Linked DNA regions of Mus musculus: region 2 is linked to region 1. The links are chromatin contacts, called in public Hi-C maps. All regions are on one chromosome and are shown on one strand. The core of a region is the stretch at or near the end of the contact, and the rest is flanking DNA. Distances in the headings are between cores, read along the strand shown. Region 1 overlaps Sag (S-antigen, retina and pineal gland (arrestin)). Region 2 overlaps Dgkd (diacylglycerol kinase, delta).

Evidence for each region. A called contact is a pair of places that touch in the nucleus more often than the background predicts.
Region 2: a contact with region 1 is called in a Hi-C map of extraembryonic endoderm stem cells, with 2.1 times the contacts expected there. The contact joins two enhancer-like sites. A contact is called at or near these places in 2 of 15 datasets of contacts at CTCF or cohesin (the G1E-ER4 cell line and large pre-B cells), 28 of 484 Hi-C or Micro-C datasets (the AML12 cell line, B cells, the C10 cell line and 18 more), 12 of 115 datasets of contacts at active chromatin or transcription factors (CD8 T cells, the HPC-7 cell line, T-cell acute lymphoblastic leukemia and 8 more) and 4 of 9 other capture datasets (adipose tissue, embryonic stem cells, liver and 1 more).

The regions. Positions count from the first base shown.
Region 1 is chr1:87,827,288-87,832,153 of GRCm38.p6, forward strand. Sag (S-antigen, retina and pineal gland (arrestin)) reads left to right here. Exons shown (of 16, transcript NM_009118.2): 10 at 1,110-1,182; 11 at 4,552-4,689. Among named protein-coding and RNA genes, the nearest start is that of Dgkd, 24 kb to the right of the region's middle. Within about 2 kb of position 2,599, at least 154 of the 459 cell types and tissues checked have an H3K27ac peak or open chromatin away from gene starts, as enhancers often do. A contact at or near this core is called in extraembryonic endoderm stem cells, where this site is marked.
Region 2 is chr1:87,918,391-87,923,256 of GRCm38.p6, forward strand. It overlaps Dgkd (diacylglycerol kinase, delta), which reads left to right. Exons shown (of 30, transcript NM_177646.3): 9 at 169-331; 10 at 3,183-3,291. Among named protein-coding and RNA genes, the nearest start is that of Gm19582, 67 kb to the left of the region's middle. Within about 2 kb of position 2,016, at least 10 of the 459 cell types and tissues checked have an H3K27ac peak or open chromatin away from gene starts, as enhancers often do. A contact at or near this core is called in extraembryonic endoderm stem cells, where this site is marked.

The sequences.
Region 1 (4,866 bases), core at 1,349-3,848:
TGCTCACTTGGGCTACTGGGATGAGCTGGCAAAAATGCCAGCTTCCCAGCCTGGTGCCATGACTTTGATCTCTGGAACTCATGTAGGGGAAGGAGAGAATGACTTTCCCACAAGTTGTCCTCTGACCTCCCAACAAGTCCTTGACATGTTCGTGGCCTCCTCCAGTGATGCAAATTTTAAAAATAATGTCACCCTGGGGTTGTAATTTCAATTTTGAAAGAACAGAAGCAAACTTTCAGAAACAGCTGCAAAATTGATCATGTATCATTGCATACTTGTATTTGAAATTACTTCTCGGGGCTGGAGAGATGGCTCAGTGGTTAAGAGCACTGGCTACTCTTCTAGAGATCCTGAGTTCAAATACCAGCAACCACATGGTGACTCATAACCATTTCTAATGAGACCAGATGCCCTCTTCTGGTATTTCTGAAGACAGCTACAGTGTACTTATTTATAGTAATAAATAAATCTTTGGGCTGGAATGAGTGGGGCCAGAGTGAGCAGAGGTCCTGAATTCAATTCCCAGCAACCACATGATGGCTCACAACCATCTGTACAACTACAGTGTACTCATATACATAAAATAAATAAATAAAATTTAAAAACAATTTACTTCTCAGCAAAGTGTGTTGGTGCATACTTGTAACCTAGCACTTGGGAGCCTGAGGCAGAGTTGTGAGTTCTAGGCCAGCTTGGGTTACACAGGAAAGCCTTTTTCAAAATAAAAAAAAAATATTTCTCAAAATATATTGGAAAATAATACCAATGACCTTGAAACGGTGAAATTTTCTGAAACAAAACATTAGTAGTTTTCTATAAGTTGGGTACTGTGATGGGAACTTGAAATTGTTTCTCTTAATCCTCAAGCTTGATTTTAAGAGATTATGGGTTTGGAGGAGAGAAGGGTGCTTCCTGGAGCCGAATCTCAGAGCCCGGTGTTTTGGTAACGCAGAGTGAGTCACTGGTATACAGAAATGGCCTGCAACCAGACCTTGAAAAATTGCAGCTTGAAGCCGAGGGCTGAGAAAGCCAGAGTCAAATGGTCCTGTGTGTCTCCTTGAAGGCACGAGGGGCTGCCCTGACCACCCCCTCCTGTCTTCCCTTTGCAGTGGAACAGATAGCCAATGTGGTTCTCTACTCAAGTGACTATTACGTCAAGCCTGTAGCCTCGGAGGAAACACAGTAAGTAGCAGGTGTCTTTCCACTTCCTGGGCGGCAGCCCGCTTTGTCAGCTTCCTCTTCTGAAGAGGGAACTTTGCCTTTTCTGAAAAGAAAGCCTTTGCTTTCTTCCCCCTTTCTCCCATCAAGAGCTATGAAGCAAGGCAGGCTAGGCTATGTGTTTATTTTGCCTCTGGGTCCATCTCTTAGGCTGGGAGAACAGTCTTTATAAACAAGGGACCGGAGGAGAGAAATCTAGAGAGTAAGGTCACTATGGGAACAAGAAGGGCTCTGTGTATCCTTGGAATGTGTTGACAGGAATGAGATGCTCGTCCTGCCCCCAGAAGATGACTAAATGAGCTATTAGCCCAGGCTAGGGCTATGATATGTATGTGTGTGTATATATATATATCTATATCTATCTATATATATATATGCGTATATCTATATATGCATATATCTATATATACATATATATATATATATATATATATACACACACACACACACACACACACGTGTGTGTGTGTGTGTCTGCATGCATGTTTCATTCTCTCTGTCTGTCTGTCTGTCTCCCCCCCAGCTTGACTGTCATGGAAGGGGGCCCTCGGGCTAGAATGATAGCCTTTACTGTAGCAGAATTTGCAGGAAGATTACACCAGATGTGTGTGTGTGTGTGTGTGTGTGTGTGTGTGTGTGTGTGTGTGTGTGTGTATCTCTATACCATTTCCTGTTTCTCATTCAAAACTCTGTGTGCTTTTTGGACCAAATGATCCTCGGGAGAATGGACACCATTCTAGGATTTCCCGGGGGTCGGGGGTGGGCAGAGCAGTCTAGAAATGGGGCCATATCATGTTAGCTTTTTCATTGTTTAGGCACAGGCACGTATCTGAGAAAACAAACTGTCACAGAAATATCTGTTTCCATTCACAGTTTCTATTGATCACAGCAGGGTGGGCGTGGCAGAGCAGAACAGCTCAGGAAACAAGGAATGCAGGCATTAGCAGGATACCCCTGCTCCCCCTTTGATGACAGCCAGGTTTCTAGCCTCTGCAATGGTGGCTCTTGTATCCAGGGCAGCCTTCCCTCTGGGCTAATCTTCTCTGGAAATGTTCTCACAGACACATCCTGAGTTGTTTTCTCTCATCTCCAAGGCCCTTCTCAAAACCATCCCATTACGACTAAATCACATTGGTCTCAATGTAGAAGCCACTCAGAAGGCTGCAAGAGCCCAGCACTGTTCCAGACACATCCAGCAACCAGGGCTCTGGTGGGCAGGGTTCCTCAAACCGGGTCAAACATCCGTTGTAAGCTGCTGCTGACCATGCAGTATGAGATCCTAATGGCCCTGAACACAGCTGTGGGCCTGGCTTCCGCAGGTTCTACTACAGTACAGCCTAGCCCAAAGGCCCTCTTCTGCTAGAGGAGAGAGAGAGAGAGAGAGAGAGAGAGAGAGAGAGAGAGAGAGAGAGAGAGAGAACACCACAACCCAGGTGGTAGGATGTGGCCACCCCTAGCTCAAGCAAAACTTTGCAAGAGTTTCCTGAACTCACTAGAGGCAGGAGAAGCAGAAGCTGCTTTAAACTCCCGGGGGTTGGGGTGCAAACAGGGGCGTCCTTCCCATGGGAGACAGTTCACATGTCCAGATGTCTGGGAACTCATTCAGGAAGTGGTCCTGATGCTGGCTCCCAGCCAGCATTGTTGCAAGCCATACTCTACCTTCTGCCTGCAGCCCAGGCCTGGTTGCTAGGATGTGCACTGCAGAATGAATTGTCCAGCCCAGATACCACTCTGGAATCCCAGGAGTGCTGTGTCTCTAGCCAGGTCCCAGAATTGACCCTCAGAGTGGGGTTCCTTCTGTCTTTCACTCATAGGAAACCCCACAGCCCTCTGCAGGAACCCCAGTAAAGAAAGAGGGGAGCCAAGCTGGGCAGTGATGTTGAATACCTTTAATCTCAGCAGAGGCAGGCAGATCTCTGTGAGTTCAAGGCCAGCTTGGTCTACAGAGTAAGTTCCAAAACAGCCAGGGCTACACAGAGAGAGGAGAGAGGAGAGAGGAGAGAGGAGAGAGGAGAGAGGAGAGAGGAGAGAGGAGAGAGGAGAGAGGAGAGAAGGAGAGAGAGGGGAGAGAGGGGAGAGAGGGGAGAGAGGGGAGAGAGGGGAGACAGGGGAGAGAGGGAGAGAGGGGAGAGAGGGGAGAGAGGGGAGAGGAGGGGAGAAGAGGGGAAGAGAGAGAGAGAGAGAGAGAGAGAGAGAGAGAGAGAGAGAGAGAGAGAGAGAGAGAGAGATCTTTGAACTGACTGATCAGACTGACCTGGGTTATAAGTGGTTACAGACCTATCAGTCACACGGTCTATCCTTCCTAGTATGGACAGTTTTGGCTACAGTGGTTCTGTATCAGCTTCTTTGCTGACACTGCCCACAGTGGGACTCAGGAAAGGGTCTCTTTATGGCTGTGTAGATCAGGATAGCCTTGAATACACAGAGATTCTCCTGTCTCTGCCTCTCAAGTATTAGCATTAAAGGACAATGCCACTACACTCAGCTAGATTTTTAGTGAGTTTCATTTGCTTCTGGTCTTGTTGTTTTTGCTTTTATAAGACAGACTTTCACTATGTAGTCCAGGCTGGTCTAGAACTCATGATCTTCCTGTCTCAATCTTCTGAGTCTTGGGATTACCAGTATGTACCACCACTGCTGAGTATTGGTCTTATTTAACCTCACAGAACATTTCAGAGGTTTTCGTAATTCAGAACAAGTCAAGAGGCTTGAGGGAATGAATGTCCCAACCTTTTGTGTATGCTGTGTGTGTGTGTGTGTGTGTGTGTGTGTGTGTGTGTGTGTGTGTGTGTGTTCTGTTTGTGCCTGGTGCCTCTGGAGGCCAGGAGGAGGCATTTGATTCCCTGGAACTAAAGTTACAGGTGGCTGTGATTTACCACGTGGGTGCAGAGAACTGAATTCTGGTCCTCTGCAAGAGAGTCAAGAACTCTCAACTACTGAGCCATCTCTACACCTTACATTTTTTAGACAAAGTCTCTCACTGAATTTGGATCTCAGTGACTGAGCGAGACTAGCAGGCCTATGATCTCCGGGGATCCATCTTCTAGCTCTCCAGTGGTTGTTTACAGACACACTGAACATGGTAGCACAGGGCTTCCCTCAGGACTCTATGGCACATGTTTTACCAACTGAGCCATCTCTCCAGCCCTGAAGTGTCATAGTCTTGCTGCCCCTCAGGCTCAGGACTAACAGCATGTCTGTTTGGTAAGGGAAACTTTCACTCTAAAAATGCCCACGGCAGGTAGGATCTTGAGATGTTAATTAATGGTGGCCAGGACAAGGTATTAATTGTGACTGTCACAGCCATAGAACTCTCTATGATTCTTCCTCAAGAGAAAAAGTGCAGCCAAACAGCACTTTGACCAAGACACTGGTGCTGGTGCCCCTACTGGCTAACAACAGAGAAAGAAGAGGCATCGCGCTGGATGGGAAGATCAAGCATGAGGACACAAACCTGGCCTCCAGCACCATGTAAGTCCTGGATGCTCTGTGAATGGGTCACCCGTGCAGGGCTGGTACCGGGCTTCCCCAGAGGCTCACAGGCAGGCATATCAGTAATGCTCCCACTTCCACTGTGGCATGCATGATGTTATAGTTGCCCAGGCTGGCTCTGGGCATAGCCTTATACCAACCATAGTGTCACTGCCT
Region 2 (4,866 bases), core at 766-3,265, 91 kb after region 1:
AATACAGTGAGGGGAAATCTGTGAGGTGAGGCAGGCTCACCTCCTCACACCCGGGTTGTCCTTCACTGGCTCGCTCGTGCTGTGAGTTCTGTGCCTCTTGTTGCTGCTACCCAGTCTACAACAGCTCAACAGCTTGTAAGGTTCTTTCCTACCCCACCTCATTTCTAGGGTTCTGGAAGGCCACCTGTCCCCCGTCTTGTACAAGCCCTCTGCTGGTTTTTGTCAACTCAAAAAGTGGAGACAATCAAGGTGTGAAGTTTCTCAGAAGATTCAAGCAGCTGCTGAACCCTGCCCAGGTTTTTGACCTCATGAATGGAGGACCACACCTTGGGTAGGGATTGTGTGAGACTTTCCATTCTAGGAATTTACAATATTTTGTAGATAAGACATACTCGTTTTAAAAGGATCAAAAATAAGATTTTTTTTTTTAAGTTCTGGAGAGATGGCTTAGTGCATATGAGCATTGGCTGTTCTTGAGAGGACCCAAGTTTGATTCCCAATATGTAAATGACAGCTCACAACTGTTAGCATTCTGTCTAAGCTTCACCCCACAGTTACTTGGCAACAGCCTGATTCACTATAAAAGGGGCTGCTTGTCCCTCCTAGCTCTTTGGTTCTCGCTTTCTCTTGCTCCTGTCTTGCTCTTTCTCTGCTTCCTTTCCTACCTCTCTCTCCATTCCCTCCCCTCTCCATGTGCTGATGGCCGACCGCTCTACTCCTCTACCCCTCTCTTTCTCTCTGTCTCTGTCTCTCTCTTCCTTTCTCTGCCTCTACTACCCTCTTGACTCCTCTCCCCATGTCCCAAATAACTCTATTCTATGCTATACCATTGTGTGGTTGGTCCCTTAGGGGGAAGGGATACCTCAGCATTGGCCCATCAAGGCACTCCTTTTCCCCCACACTTCATCACACCTCCATAGAACATATTTCCTCCTCTCTTTATCTTTTTATAGACACATCATATTGACTGTTTATAATTCCAGTCACAGAGTATTATTCAACACCTTCTTCTTGCCTCTGTAGACACTGTACCCGTGGTGCATGAACATACATATAAGCAAAACAGCAGTATACATAAAATAAAAATGCATTTTTATAAAGAAATTTTTAAATAGCAAAGTTCAACTGCCCCTCTCAAAAGTCTGCTTATGAAGGACCTGCTCCTAATAGATGGTAGGTGTTTGCATCTCCCATTGCAAAAGCACCACACAAGAGTGAACATGCATGCGCAACTACTCTAGTTGCTACGTACAGCATGTTCACATGTATCAGCTCCTGTGCTTGGGACATTTCTGTGCTGGTGCTTACAGACCTGCCTTGCTCTCTGGACTGCCCGCTTAGTTCTCGGGAAGCCTTTTTCCAGTAAAACCAAGGGGACTTTTCCATCTCAGCACAGTGGGATCTTCATGCAGGTGCAGTGCTCGCCTGCCAGCCAGGGAGACGTGGCCTTCCCTTTTAGTTTTGTACTTTCCACAGGTTTGCAAGAAACATTTGTTCTTGTAAGGTAGGACTCAGAGGGCATGCCAGCATTTGGGGAGATTGAAATGGGAGGTGCTTGCAGCCCCTACTTCCATTGTGAGTTTGGGAGGAGCTTAGGAGAGGTTCTTTTAGAGCCAGATATTGCTATAGCTTGAGCCTGGACTTCTCTGTGTGCCTAAGCTGTGGGGCTCATGGGTGTTGGGCCTTCAATGTTCTTTCTTGTTTTTGTTTTTTTGTTTCTTATTTTTGTTTTGTTTTTCTGCTCTTTCTCACTTGCTGCACAGCTTGCTGGAAGACAGTCACTAGTGGCTTCCTACAGGCTGTTTGTTCAAAGGCAGCATTCCTGAAATTCTGCAGATACCTGTTTTCTGAATGGCACAGATCCATTCTTTCTGAGGTTAATGAGGAACTAGTCTCAGTTCGGCAGGGATATTAAAAGTACCGTATCTGCTGATTGTACTACACTGAACAGGCTCAGGTAGGGATATTGTTTGAAAACTCCACTGTGCTGTGTGGCAGGCAAGCTGGACTTTGATGTGTAAGAGCTCCCTGATATATCGCTGGAGCTAAGCAGAGGGTGGTGTGACAGAGGTCTAGTAGAGATGGCTTGGCAGCTGGTGTACTCATTTCCTGTTTCTGGGAAGCACCTGATATCATACACTTGGTTAACTACCTGAGTTCTGGCCTTGGTTGACCACTGCTTCTCTAGAGAGCAGGGATCCTCATTGGTGAACATTTAAAGGATACATGTAAATATTTTTCTTACCCTTTGGAAGTCAATGCAATCTTGATGCTCAGAACTTATTTGAACCATGGTTCAAATCTGAGGCACTGTCTTGTTGCCCATCCTAGCTTGTGTTCAGAGGACTTCCTCTGCAGCCAGCTCCATTAGAGACAGAGTCTGCAAGGTCCCTGGTGAGAAGGCAGCATATGTAAATAGTTACTTGAATGGAGGGAGGCACTGGTTTCTTTGGGATCCGAAGTAAGGGAGACTATGTTAAGCTAGTGATTTAGTGTCTCCAATGTGCTAGCTTCTGAGGAGGTCCAGTGTGCCCACTTTATACTCTTGCCTTCACCTTTTCCTATATACATGATAGGGACTAGGTCAGACCTTGGTGGAGCTGAGGGCATCAGATACTTATCAGAGAGGGCTCCTATTATTTGCTGAGATATTTGACTCTTTTCTCTTAATTAGCAAGCCATTAGACAAAACATATGATAGAACTCTTGTTTGAGAAGGTTTTATTGGAGACTCCTTAAGGACTCAGAGCAGCAATGGAGGCTGAGCCAAGCTGCCCTTACTCGGGGAGGGGAGGGCTGGGCTAGCACATGAATGAGGAAAGCAAGAGTTGGGGTTCTTGGGCCTGGTATTTAGCTGGGATATGGAAGACTGTGCCACAAGTCCTTCTAGGAGCTGACATCAAGTGAGAATGTCGTGGTACCCTGAAATGTGTGTATTATCTCCTCCCTGTTTCTGGTTGGAGGAGCTGCTGGGATCTGACATTGCCATCATTCATGTAGACAAAAATGGGCCCTGAGCAGAGGGGTTTGGCAGACAGACATCTAGGCCACCTTGTCGACCTTATATATACATATCTGGGCTTAGCCACATGGAACAGGGTGTCCCCTCAGTGTAGGACAGAGAAACCCGTCATTTGTCTTTTAAAGTGCACTCATTTCCCTGGCTTCCCATTCTTCTACAGCTTACGGTTATTTCAGAAGTTTGACACCTTCCGGATTCTGGTTTGTGGCGGGGATGGCAGTGTTGGCTGGGTCCTCTCTGAAATCGATAGCCTCAACCTTCACAAACAGGTACTACAAACAGGTGTTGAGGGGCACCCCACTGTGATGGATGAATGGGAAAATCATGTAGGTTAAGGGAGCTGTAAAAACAACTTGGCATCAGGCTCCATGTGGGGGATGAGTATGGGGGCTGTAGTCCCCTAAGCGCCACCTCTTTCCTGGGAGGTGATGTACCTAATTGCTAGATGCCTCTGTCTTAAGAGGAGAGGAAGAATCTTCAACCTCTATAAAGTTTGAGTTGCAGTTCATTGAACCTAATTGCCTAGTTTTTAACACTAAAATAAAGATATATTATCCTGATTTCTTCCTGTGTTCATTGATTTTTTTACCCTCAGTCCTTCTTTTTGGCAATTAGCCGTTGTGCCTACTGTCATAGCCGTCACTCAGATTGTGTCAAAATGCAGCCTGCTAGTTGGTTACTGAACTGTTGAAATAGCAGTATGTGTGGATTTCCGTATTCTGCTCCAGGAACAGCTCAGAGTGGCAGTTTTCCATGGGATGTAGTGGGAGGACCTGAGTTAGCACTTTTCCCCTCATGCAGGAGCTCGAGGACTGTGACAACCTTGCAGAAATCCTGTTCACATTATGGAATCTTCTCTTTTGAGGAGCCCCTTATTTAAATTTTTAGTGCCAAATTGCACTTGTCAGGGATGCTCCAGTTCACATTCCAGGTGACATGGGACCTTGCCTTGCCTTGTCTTGCTCAGGTGTGTAAACAGAAAGTGTTCATTTTACAGTAACGTCAAGGGCAGCCTTATTGGAATGCTGTTTTAAACCAATCCCCTGCTCATGGTTTTTACGTCTGTCAGTAAAGATCAGCTTTTTTCCTGCCAGGCGGTGGTGGCGCGTGCTTTTAAGCCCAACGCTTAGGAGACAGAGAGGCAGGTGGATCTCTGTGAATTCCAAGTCAGCCTGGTCTACAGAGTTCCAGGATAGCCAGGGCTACACAGAGGAATACGGTCTTGAAATGACAACAACACAACAAAACAAAACAAACATATTTCCCTAGTTTTCTGGCTTATCATTTTTATTTTCTTTATGATTTTTTGTTGTTGTTGTTCTTTAGTTTTCAGTGATTTTGTGTTCATTGTCTAGTTTTACTCACCAATCATAATTTGTGTATTGTCTGGAGAAGAGACGGTCCAGGGTTTACTGATAGCCACACCATAACTCTAGGAAAAGCTTCAGCACCCCCCAGTGGTGGGACTATAGTTACAGTTTTGTTGATTGGCTTTTGAGCTGAATGTTTGTTTGGCTTGCAGAAATGCTATGAATGTGGTTCTGGTACTCAGTCAAGTTCTGTAAACACTTGTCTCCTATGGCTTCTTTGTGCTTCTTGGAGCTCTGTGTACTCTCTCCTGCACCCCTAGCTTCCCCAGCCCTCTATGGGGTAGTGTTTCTTCCCCTGGCCTCTAGTACATGCTATATGGTCAAACTTCATGGGTCCCACTCTCATCTTTCACACTTTTCCTATGGGGAAAGCTTGTGACTCACTGGAGTTTGATGCCATGCCAATTTGGGGGACACTCTGGGGTTTCTGGGTATTGTAATGTTGCAGGTTTCCAACCTTGCTTTTCACTCAGC